Regions from separate parts of the Danio rerio genome. Here region 2 is linked to region 1. Evidence: chromatin contacts called from public Micro-C data. All regions are on one chromosome and are shown on one strand. The core of a region is the stretch at or near the end of the contact, and the rest is flanking DNA. Distances in the headings are between cores, read along the strand shown. Region 1 holds the start of enc1 (ectodermal-neural cortex 1). Region 2 has its middle 140 kb from the start of enc1.

What was found. A called contact is a pair of places that touch in the nucleus more often than the background predicts.
Region 2: a contact with region 1 is called in a Micro-C map of caudal fin, with 2.5 times the contacts expected there. The contact joins the enhancer-like site here to the promoter of enc1 in region 1. A contact is called at or near these places in 1 of 18 Hi-C or Micro-C datasets (caudal fin) and 2 of 4 datasets of contacts at active chromatin or transcription factors (caudal fin and gastrula embryo).

Annotation. Positions count from the first base shown.
Region 1 is chr5:35,240,665-35,247,019 of GRCz12tu, reverse strand. enc1 (ectodermal-neural cortex 1) reads right to left here and starts at 1,679. Exons shown (of 4, transcript XM_682408.8): 1 at 1,344-1,679.
Region 2 is chr5:35,387,097-35,393,466 of GRCz12tu, reverse strand. No RefSeq gene overlaps it. Among named protein-coding and RNA genes, the nearest start is that of enc1, 140 kb to the right of the region's middle. Within about 2 kb of position 4,101, at least 5 of the 62 cell types and tissues checked have an H3K27ac peak or open chromatin away from gene starts, as enhancers often do. A contact at or near this core is called in caudal fin and gastrula embryo, where this site is marked.

The sequences.
Region 1 (6,355 bases), core at 430-2,929:
ACGTAAGATGCAGAAATAAAAACAAATCATAAATGCACTGTTTTTAACATGTAATATATGCTAACGTTTTGAGACTATTGTAAATCACTCCTGAATATGAGGAGGGAAAGATTCTCAGGAGCACTTTTGAATTCTAGTAGGAACTGGCATCCTGCTGGGGTTTAAACAGCCTCAGTTGTCAGTTGCAGAAGTTGACTGACATTGTTTTGAACAGTGATATGATCAATATCAGCAAAATACACAAAGAGCATGCCAAACCTCAATATGAAGGCAGAGAAAGATGATGTAATTCTGCAAACACAACATAAAAACCCACTGGAAACCTCTCTGATGTCTAGCCGACTGGAATGTGAACAAATGCGAGGGAGTCTAATCATTACCAGGTGTTCAAAGACGGACGGATAAGGAGGGGGAAACTGAAGGAAGGGAAAAAACTTTCAGAAGTAAACACTCCTGCCTGAAATTTACTGTGGAAAAAACGAACAAAGAGTTGAGCACTAGGCACAGAGTCAACACAAAGTGTGTCAATGTCACCGACTGCCATCTGGTCGCCTATATGGTGCACATTCAAATCCAATCAGTCTGAATTTCCATGTAAGCGATACACGCCCCCTGGTCCCTGCCGGCTGTCAACATCTCTCCAGGGAGAATTTAATTGTGTTTCCGCTAATGTTGTGCAGAGGCAAAATGTAGTTCCAAACTGAGCTAAATACATTAATGACACAGAAGCAAATGTGATGTATCACACCTGATACAGTCCAGTAATCCATTCAAATTGGTCACAGCTGTGAAGGACAAGAGCCAGAACCCATGTGCTGACATTGACCATTAATTATTTTGAAGCAAACCACGAAAAACTGCAATGTAACATGCATGATTGTATGCATGAAGAATAAACATTCAGCTTGTAACTTACAATGAAACAAAGGGTAATGACAATTTCATAAACATTTCTAAAATGTTGGCACTGTAAAAACACAATTAACTGCTTTTCAAGTTCAAGTTATGTTTGTATCATCAGATTTAACAGACATCTAATTTTAACTTATGACATAAACAGAAATGCTAAATAATATTAGTGTATTTGCATGACATATTTATAGTCACACAATTATATCAATTGCAAAAGGACTATTAATTTTAATACGGTTTAATAACTTTCCATTGTTAAAAATTCACTACAATATTGCACACTAGTGTATTATCTATAATAAACAGTAATTATATTACTATTACTACTACTACTAGTAATAATAATATAAATATATATTAGAAATAACTCCCACCGAACATATCTTTATTATCATATAATAGATATCTATTCATGAACATGGAAATCTTACCTGTTCAGGAGCAATGAGGATTTCAGTTTCGTCTGCTTTGGTCGCCGAACATGCCACAACGCGACGCGGACAGAGTCACAACACTGGCGGCGCTGGGAGCTCTGGCAACAGCGTGCGATGTCGCGTGGATAAACCACAGAATAAACAAATAAAGTGTGACTTATTCCACCTAGGTTTAACGTAAGTAACGAGCCTATAAATGACGTTTAGTATACTGTTGCGGAGTTACACGGAAAGCTGCACGACTTCCTCTATTTTTGTTACCGACGTGCAGAAATATACTGACTCGTCTCGTCAGCGTGCAGCTCCGGCGCTGCGCGTGCAGGTCTGGATAGTGAACAGCTGACGGGTGTGAACAGCTTTTAGAGGAGGAAGAAAGAAAGAGAGGGGGGCGGAGCGCCGCTGCTCTTCAAGAGAATGTGGGAGGAGAACGACTGATGAACCGACGAGAAAACAGATAAGGACGCCGTTGGTGTGCCTCATTAATAAAATAAAGGAATTTTATTAGGCTGCTCCAGGGAAGATGTGGGTAAGAAATCATTGCATTAATGAATCAAGGATATATTCACATATTTCTGCGTTGCATTATCTAGTGAACGGTATTATAATTATAATTATAATAGTAATATAAAAAATAATAAGTAAAGGTTTTTAAACAATAAATACACGTAGAGTCCAACCTAAACTTCGTTTATTCATTGCTTTGGGATGCACTGCCATTTACACGTTGGTTGTTGGTTCAGAGCTTCAGAATTGATTATGAATTTTAATTCACAGCGCAATGTCGCCCCCGACTGAACAAAAGGTGCATTTGCATTGTCTGATTATACTTGTAAATGCCCCATTGATTTATGGAACGTTTGAATGGAAAATGTACATTGTGGGTCTAGGGTAGTAATGTGGTGGACTAAATAATGAGGCTCTCGTGAACCTCCTTCTCTAAATATGTGGCTGATCCAAAATATGTGCAAATACTGACAGTTATAGGGCTGTTTGTACAAACAAAAACAACAATAATTATAATAATAACAATAAGAATACTTAATGACAAGATTAATAAATAAAATAAAAAAATAAATAAATAAAAAATAGTCCACCCTAATTTGAAAATTCTGTCAACCTGTTAATTTTCTTTCCTGATGAACACGAATGAAGATATTTTGGGAAAGGTTGGAAACCTGTGAACATTGACTTACTGTTCATTTTCCTGCTATGGATTTCCAACAGTTTCCAACATCCTTCCGAATACATTCTGTTTGGTTCTACAGTCATTTTTCATTTTTGGAACACAAAGAAGCGCCATCTGGCGGACAACACGGACTTGTGGAAACTATTGGCAGATGATCTATTTAGGCCAGGGGTCCGAACCTGTTCCTGTAGGGCAGGGTTGTCCAAACTCAGTCCTGAAGGGCCAGTGTCCTGCAAATTTTAGTTCCAACCCCAATTAAACACAGCTGAACCAGCTTATCAAGCTCTTTCTAGGTATGGGGAAAGTGGGGCATAAAGTAACACTTTTTGGTTTTGGTCAATAATGAACAAAGTAATGGGGTTAGACAAACCATATTTTTTTATCAACAACACACAAGCCTCTACAAATGAGCACTGGAATTATGATCCCCGGACCAATGGTTTCTGTGCAGTATTGCCAAAAATGCCAGGAGTAAAAATGTTACTATTTACCTTACCTGCGGGGCAAGTTGTAACAGACAGAGGGATAGTTGTAACACATGAATTTACAGGCAGATTTCACACAATTAATTTAAATTCAGTTTTTATATTATATTTAAAATATTAGCTATATTTCCTCAGTAATTGGCTCATTTCTTTTTTTATTCTACATAGCACAGTATGTTTATATATTTATTTGTTTATTGGATAAACACATTTGAATCTATTTGCATTATTATCCATTATTATACAATGCTTTTATTTGCAGTATTAGCAATAATATATATATATGCTATTATTATTATTATTATTTTTTTATTAAAACAATATTTTCTATTAAAAAACATTTTTATTTAAAAAGTTCTCAACATGGTGACACAGTGGTGCAGTAGGTAGTGCTGTCGCCTCACAGCAAAAAGGTCACTGGGTCGAACCTCGGCTCAGTTGACGTTTCTTTGTGGAGTTTGCATGTTCTCCCTGCATTCGCGTGGGTTTCCTCCAGGTGCTCCAGTTTCCCCCACAGTACAAAGACATGTACAGGTGAATTGGGCTAAATTTGCCGTAGTGTATATGTGTGTGTGTGTGTGTGTGTGTGTGTGGATGTTTCCCAGAGACGGGTTGCGGTTTTAAGGGCATCCGCTGCGTACAAAAATATTTTGTTTAAGTGGTGTTTAACAGTGTGTGGCTTAATTGTAACACCCTGTTACAACTAACCCTGCTGTCATGTTTTCCTCCAAATTGGCTAGCAGTTACTGTGTTTCTTACATCTTTTAAAATGGTTTCATCTTTTAGCCTAGAAGATGGCGATCACAAGAATATGAGATTTTACTAATATACTTTCACAGATTTTTTAAAAATAAAAAATATAGAGTATATTAAAAATACTTTATTGCTGAAAAATGGTTTCTGCTGTGTTTCTCTTCCAAATTTTGCCAAAATTTTTCAATAATTGGCAGGAAGACGTCTGCCAACATTGTGGTGAAAACCTCGGAAGCATGCCATGGTAAACCCTGGGGAAATACCTTAAAACCCTGCGTACTTTGTGCCCCGCGCTCCTAGAAACTTTCCTAGAAACTATACTAGAAACTTTCAGGCAGGCGTGTTGCAGGAAGTTGCAGGAACTAAATTATGCAGGACACCGGCCCTCCAGGACTGAGTTTGCACACCCCTGTTGTAGGACAATGTTCTCAATCTCAATCCCTGGAGGGCCGAAGCTCTGCATATCTTGGCTCCAACCACCACTAACTTCCACCTGATTAATAGTCTCTTGTTTTGAACACCTTGATTAGTTGGATCAGCTGTGAATGAGTAGGGTTTGAGCAAAACTGTACAGAGCTGCGGCCCTCCAGGAATTGAGTTTGAGACCTATGCTGTAGTGCCACTCTTTAGCTTCAACCCTTAAACACTTTTAAACTAACTAATCAAGGTTTTTAGACTAACGAGAAACTTCCAGGAAAATATGCTGAAGCTGATTGTAGACAAACTCTGCAGGACAGTGACCCTCTTATTTAGGCTTCTGATATCTTATTTTTAGGTTTCATCATTTGCATCTCATGTCATTATTTGGGGCAAAGTTAAAGTGTCTCATTAATAAGCATATGTAAAATATTTGTTTTCTTGGTATGTTCAAGTGTTGGCTGTGTTATGTAAAAAGTATATCTGAAATAAGAATATTAATATCTTTATAGTCATTTTGCAACAAAATTAAAATTAATATTATGTGTAAACATTGCAAAAATGTAATAATGTAATAAATATAATACAAGGCATAACATTGTTAATACAACTGAACAAGAACATGAAGGGCCCAGACGTGGTAAAACCAGTACAAAAATAACCAGGGACTTGTGTACTGAAGTATTTGTCCAGAATAAGTAGTATGCATACTTGTGAGTTTTTTCTGAAAGAGTGTGATTAGCTTTACTAGTGAAGTTTGCAGTTTAATATACAGTTGAAGTCAGAAATATTAGCCCCCCTGAGTTATTAGCACCCCTGTTTATTTTTTTACCCCTATTTCTGTTTAACGGAGAGATGATTTTTTTTCAACACATTTCTAAACATAATAACTCATTTCTAATAACTGATTTATTTTATCTTTGCCATGATGACAGTAAATAAATTTTTGACTAGATGTTTTTCAAGACACTTCTATACAGCTTAAAGTGACATTTAATGGCTTAACTAGATTAATTAGGTTAACTATTCAGGTTAGGTTAATTAGGCAAGTTATTGTATTACGATGGTTTGTTCTGTAGACTATCGAAAAAAAAATTGCTTAAAGGGGAAAATCATTTTGTCCTTAAAATGGTGTTTAAAAATTTAAAACTGCTTTTATTCTAGGTGAAATAAAACGACTGTCTCCAGAAGAAAAAATATTATCAGACATACTGTGAAAATTTCCTTGCTCCCAGCATTGGAAAAATATTTTAAAGAGAAAAACAAAATTCAAAGTTGGGCTATTATTTCTGATTTCAACTGTATGTGGCAGATTTATAACTTGCCATATAAAATGAATCAGATTAAGTATTTTAATTATTGATCCTCAATGCCACTAAATTTGGACGCCTTCAGTGAATGATGACATATGAGAGTTAGGTGTTTGTGTTTTTCTGAAGATAAAAACTGAAGTGTTGATAGAAATAAAAGTATTCAGAGCGTTATACTGTCAAAGACAGGCAACACGATGGCTCAGTGGTTAGCACTGTCGCCTCACAGCAGGAAGGTTGCTGATTTGAAAACCAACTGGGTCAATTGGCATTTCTTTGTGGAGTTTGCATATTGATCTGGGTGCTCCGGTTTCCACTAAAGTCCAAAGACATGGCGTACAGGTGAATTAAATAAACAAATTTGGCCGTAGTGTATGTGTGTGAATGAGTGTGTATGGATGTGTCCTAGTACTGGGTTGCAGCTGCTTGGCCTCTGCTGTGTAAAACATATGCTGGATAAGTTGGCAGTTCATTCTGCTGTGGCGACACCAGATAAATAAAGGGACTAATCTGAAGAAAAACTAAAGACTGAAACTGTCCAAAACTAAGAGAGTGTAGTGTACACATAAAGCCAGAGTAAGTTTGCAGTAATACAGTAACCAGGAGTGGAAGATAATTAAAGCAACTAGTTTTACAAAAGAGCATTTCAATTTGTCCCTCTTTTTGATTTAAATACCATGATATCAGACATTTAGCAATTATTGTGCTATGGAAATACACATTTTGCTGAGAGCGTTACCATTTTAATGACTTATTTTGAAACATGTTTGAAGTCTGTCACCTCTGTTTTAATTGACTCATCTTGCAAACTGTAAAAAGGATTTAGCTGTTTTAGCTGTGGCAATTGTAGAACGATTG
Region 2 (6,370 bases), core at 2,852-5,351, 140 kb before region 1:
TTTAGTTTTAGTCACTATGTTTGTTTGTTCTGATAATATATTATTTCTTAGTACAAATTTCCACAAGAGTTTTTTGATCACTGAACTTCAGACATTTTAGGTAAGTACAACCGATGTTTTCAAAAGTTGAGCACACATCAGCGCCAATGGTGTAGTGGTTAGTACATCAACACATGGCACTCCGGTGTTCATGGCAAGTTGGCGACCCGAGACTAATTCCCGCCTTGAGGTCGTTTGCAGATCCTTCCCCTCTCTCCTCTCCCCATGCTTTCCTGTGTAATCTCTCTACTGTCCTATCAATTAAAGGTGAAAAAAACATTGAGCACACAAGAAAAAGAAAAAAACGAAAGTAAATACAGATTATGTTTTTGTTTTTTGTTCACTCAACTTCAGACATTCCAGTTCTGGAGACAAAAAATGTTCAGTTGGCAGAACTTAAAAAGTTTTGTTACAGAATAGTTCACCTCTCCAGAAAACTAACAATCTAATGTTAACCTGACTAAATGTTTGTATTACTGACAAATAATTTTAGGTCAGTGCAGATGATGTTTTCAAAAGTGAGTGAACAAGAAAAAGTGAAAGGGATCATCATTATTATTTTTTTTAACAGTGTGTTGTCCCCACAGAAATTGAGTTCACTTTTTAAATGATTTTCTGTTTTCACAAATTTAAGTGGATTGAACTTTAAAAAATCTTTAAAAATTAAAAAAAAAAGAATTGTGTAGTTTTTACTCATTTTGAGAGTCTGAACAAGCAGCAAAAGTATTTCTGAGTGTAAAATTCACAGGATAAATGACATTAAAAATATTTAACAATACATCATTTTTTATTTTTATAGAATACTCTTTCATTCACTTTCATTTAGGCTTAGTCCCTTTACTAATCTAGGGTCGCCACCACAGCAGTATGAACCTCCAACTTATCCAGCACGTTTTTTACACAGCGGATGCCCTTCCAGCCGCAACCCATCTCTGGGAATTTATTAATTATATTTTTGATAATTAATTAAAAATATTATCTACATAGTCTAATAAGTCTAATTTAATTCCGTTCAATCTAAATTCATTAATACCATAAAAGTATTGTTAAGTGATAGTTTATAATCTATAAAACAATCACTGAATAAAATCATACTCTTTTAGACACATCATGAGGTATTTTGTAATAGTTTTGTTAAATGATTTGGGGCGGTTTATTGGCTCCACACTCTTCGCAGTTGTTTCTGGCTTTAACAGAGCTTTTTTGTTTCCACCGGAATGTGAAAACTGAATTTACAACAATAGTTGGATGTAATCAAAGCTAATTAAATATTCATCAATCATAGTCATAACTATGTAATCTAGACTAATTAACGTTCCCCACTGAGCTCTAGTGTGTTTCCTCTTTTCTCTCTTTGGGATTTCAAACGAGAAGCCTGTCGACATTTCCAGCAGTGTTAAATATCCTCAGCAAGTCGGTTTTGACTGGGCTCTTCATAACACCTTCACAAACACCCTGATGTTGTTTTCATGAGCACTCGTTCATTAAAAATCCCCCCTGACTTCGCCCTCTTCAACCAATCACCTCAAGCAATCAGGAACTCCTGCAGGTGGCATGTTTATTTAAGATATAATTTATTTCGACTTGGTCCCATTTTAATCAAGGCCACACAGGGTGAGATGGGGTTACCAGCACGTTCACCAGTGTGTCTGTGTGTAAGTGTGTGTGTAAGTGTGTGTGTGTATGTGTGTGCCTGTGTCTGAGACCCTTCACAGCATGATGGATTACGGCTGGCCAGGTGACAGAGCTCAAGGAAATAAGAGAGTGCCATCTCTCTTTCTCTCTTGTTCAATCTGTTCCTCCCAGAGAGACTCTTGGCTGGAATAGTATTGTGTGTTTTTAAAGGAAACTCAAACAGTAAGATAAATTCCAAACGAATGTGGAAAGATTCTTTAACATGCAGATGTGCATGCATTGTGTGAAGTGCCAAAACCATTTAACTGTTTTTTCATGCTTCACACTTAACATAAACTGAACATAATTCATTTGTGAATGTGTGTGTGTGTGTGTTGTTGTTGTTGTTGTTTGTTTTTACGTAATGGACAAATTTGGCTTAAAGGGCACCTATGATGAAAATCTTTTTTTGTAAGCTGTTTGGACAGGACTTTGTGTAGGTATAGTGTGTCCACAGTCATATTGGGGTGATATAAACACAATAAGTCTCTTTTTTTTAATTTTCTGACATTAAAATACGGTCCAAATCAGGCCCATTTTGAGGCCACGGCAACATGACATGGGAGTGCGGTTTCCCCGCCCACTGAATTGATTGACAGCTGTGTATTAACATCTCTATAGTAATGCATATAATCATATCCACAAAACAGAACCTGCACAAACCAACTGATCTGTTCAGCTCTCTGATCAGCTGCACCTCAAGAATGAGTTTTATAAGTTTTAAAGTTTAAAAAAAAAGTTGGGAAGTTTCTAAAAAAGTGCATGATTGTAATAATGACAGTAAAATTGCTTCGTAATTACTGTGGCCAAATGTCTTGTGCAGGGCTGCAGCTAGTGAAGCTGGACGTCAGCGAGACTCATCAGTCCCTGGAGCCTCACAGGAATCAGTCATATGCTCTCCACTCCTCCATGACCACCACAGCAGCTGCTCAGGATACGGCCTGGTCCAGGATTATAGAAACCTTGGGATCGTTGGTCTTGGATCGAATCAGTGGCGCTGCATAGTCTCTGAGGGCCTTAGGATGAGTATCCCCACGTGGAAATAGAGAATAAAGAGAATAAACAGCATAGCTGCTGTTCATAGTGTATTAAACAAGATGCAAAAACATGTGTGTAGAGGTCTGCATTCCCGCGGCTGTCCCGCGGGCAGATTTCTGCGGCGCGGGAATAAATTTCCGAATAAATCGCGGGAGCGGTCGGTAACGGGTTTAATTTGGGACGGGAGCGGGCTGTCTAGCAATATCGCGGATATTGCTATGCGAATGAGAGAGAGAGAGAGAGAGAGAGAGAGCGAGCGAGCTTTGCCTGTGTGAGTGCTTGGTGCTTGTGTGTGTGTATGTTAGTGTGCGCGCACACGAATGAGAGAGAGAGAGAGAGAGAGAGAGAGCTTTCCCAGATAGCAAAATACACTCGGGCCAGTTCCGGCTAGATTCTCGCCTGCCGGAGACTTACCACTCAGCCCGGCTCCGGCTGCCGGACTCCGGATGCTTGTGGACTCACTGCCCGATTCCGGCCTGAATCAATCGGGCCAGATGCGGCGGCCGTAAGCGAGCCGACGCTGCCGCATCCGCGCCGGAATGCCGGAGTGCGCGTGCGCTGGGGGATTTTCGGTTTTGTTCTCCCCCGCTCTTTAGCGGGATCGGGCGCGGCGGGCAGAAAACGGGGCGGGTCGGGCAGCGGGACAATAAATTCTTAACATAAGCGGGAGCGGTCGGGTTCGGGCTAAAACCTGGCGGGTGCGGGCGGGAGCGGGATTCAAAATTTAGTCCCGCGCAGATCTCTAATGCGTGGAGCACAAATACAACAACCAGCACCCAAAAAAGCACCACAGGAGGCTATATAAGGAGTGTGATTGAGCTGAAACTAAAACTTAAATCGAAAATCAAATCGAAAATCTCAATATCTGTTAAAAAAAATGACAATTAGATAATTTCCAGACATCTCACAGCCCTATTAGGAAATTAATAATTTTTTTTCTTTTGCGTACAGCCTTTCATGCCAGGCTAGCAGTTGGCTATGTGACTTTATATAGTAAACAATGCACCTGTGTCAATTCACCATTGCTATTTTGTTAATCAAGTAAGCAAAAATAATATGTATGTGCATGATGTCACAATTATAAAATCCTATTTTTGCACTTACACAAGGACAATACTGTACTTTGTTTACAAAAGCTTGCACTGACGAACACTGTTTGACTTTTGTAGCTGTAAGGATAAAACACATAAAACATTTTCAGTTTTACCCTCATTATAATAAATAAAAGCTTATTGTAAAATGTAAAAAACACCCCCCCCCCCCAACAGGGTCATCATTCACACAGCTAAGCAAGCTGTGTTTGTGTGCTGCCACAGGTCAATGTGTGTGACTTCACTTCATTTGATCTGCTTTGAAGCTGTTTTTCACCTCATTAACACACATGGTAAATGCATAAGCACACGCTGCACATGCCCTTGTAGCTTTGTGTGTTTCACATCTGTTGTGGATGAACATACACTATAAAACATGAGCTTTCATTTTGACAGAAACTCTTTTAACACTGTTCAACAATAGCTCAACCTATTTAGTGGAGACTAACTTTTTTAGCCTTGAGCAATTTGCTCTGTTTAAACAGTAATCGAGTTCACACACACCTCACAAAGCAGCCCATTCATAGCCAATCATGCTCTCATTAATGTGTGTGACGCCGCTCTACCTGTGTTTAGGGTTGCTGACTGGGGGGTAAAACTGGGGGTAGCTTGTCCTGTTAAAGTTCTATAAGGGCCTATTTAACACCCTGTAAGCTTGTATGATTTACTCCCAGGGCTCAGGAAAGAAGAGGCCCACTCCTGAAACATGTTGTCTTGGGATTCAATACATTCTTACTCCCAACACGTCACATGTGGGCACATGAGCCCTTAATGTAGTGTGTATCCTTTCAATGGCATTTTTTAACATGATTGACACTCTAAAGCTTTTCACAGGTCAACACACAAATATGAAGGACAAGAGAAATGTACTATAAAAATAAATTATGACACTGTTATAAACTGATGATCCAAAACATCTTCGTGGCCATATATTAAGGTCTTGATAGATTCAACGATATGCAAACAATCAGTAATCAGTATTTTGGATGCAGGAGAAATCTGTGCAACAGAAATAAAAACTCTGAGCAATTTTGAAAAAAACCAGATTGTTAGGGCAAAATGACTGAGTCACAGTATCTTGTGAAACAGCAAGGATTATGGGTTGCTCCTGGTCAGCAGTGGTGAGACTTTGCCAACCGTGGTCTGAGGACGGACAAACCACAAACCAACAACAAGGGTGTTGGGTGACTACGAGTCACATAAAATTTGGATGATGCTATAGGAATAATGTGTCACAACACACACACACACACAGTTATATATATTCTGTGGGCGCAAATGCCTTGTTGATGCCAGAGGTCAGAGACTGACAGGCTGAAACTCAAAAAAACACTCGTTACAACCGAGGTATGCAGAAGAGCATCAACACGTCCAACCTTCAGGCGGATGGACTACAGCAGCAGAAGACTACACCTGGTGCCAGTCCTATCACAATTTGCACAGACTTACCTAAACTGGACAATAGAAGATTGGAAAAATGTTGCCTGGTCTGATGAGTCTCTATTTCTGCTGTGACATTAGGGACAAAATTAAGTGTCAACAACATGAAAGCATGGATCCATCCTGCCTTGTATCAACAGTTCAGACTGGTGGTGGTGGCATAATGGTGTGGAGGATATTTTCTTGGCACACTTTGGGCCCATTAGTACTAATTGAGCATTGTGACCATGTCCATCCCTTTATCTTCTGATGGCTACTTCCAGCAGGATAACACACCATGTCATAAAGTGGGATTCATCTCAGACTGGTTTCTTAAACATGACAATGAGTTCATTGCACTCAAATGGCCTCCACATTCACCTCAATCCAATAGAGCACTTTAGGGATGTGGTGGAATACAAGAATCAGATCATGGATGTGCAGCCGACAAATCTGCAATAATTGCATGATGCTATCATGTCAATATAGACCAAAATCTCAGAGGAATATTTCCAGTACCTCCAGTAATCTACGCAACGAAGGGTTAATGCAGTTCTGAAGTCAAAAGCGGGTCCAACCCGGTACTAGTAAGGTGTACCTAATAAAGTGGCTGGTGAGTGTATATGAGCATGGCCACAGAACCGTCACTAGGATGACCCATCCATCTGCTGCTGAAAGTGCCTCTAATTTGCACATGGACTCCAGAGCAGTGGAGGTTTGCTTGGCACACTGAGTGCTTTTTTCTATCATGTGCAAAGTGCAGGCACAAGGATGCACTGTGGGACTATGGCAAGCTGAAGGAGGAAGTTTGGCCCTCTGGGCAATACTCTGCTGGGAAAACCTGGAACATAAATTTGACACATGCTACCTACAGCACTTTGTTCCAGACCAAGTACACTCCTTCATGGCAATGCTGATTTCTGATGGAAGTGACCTCTTTTAGGAAGACAAATCACTTTGTCACACTGTATACAATGATAAGAAATAGTTTGTTTGAATATAATGTCTATTATGACTTTCAAATTCACCAGAGCTCAATTCTATACAGCATCTGTAGGATTTGCTAGACCAACAAGTTTGATCCATGGTGGCTCAATCTTACATCCTAT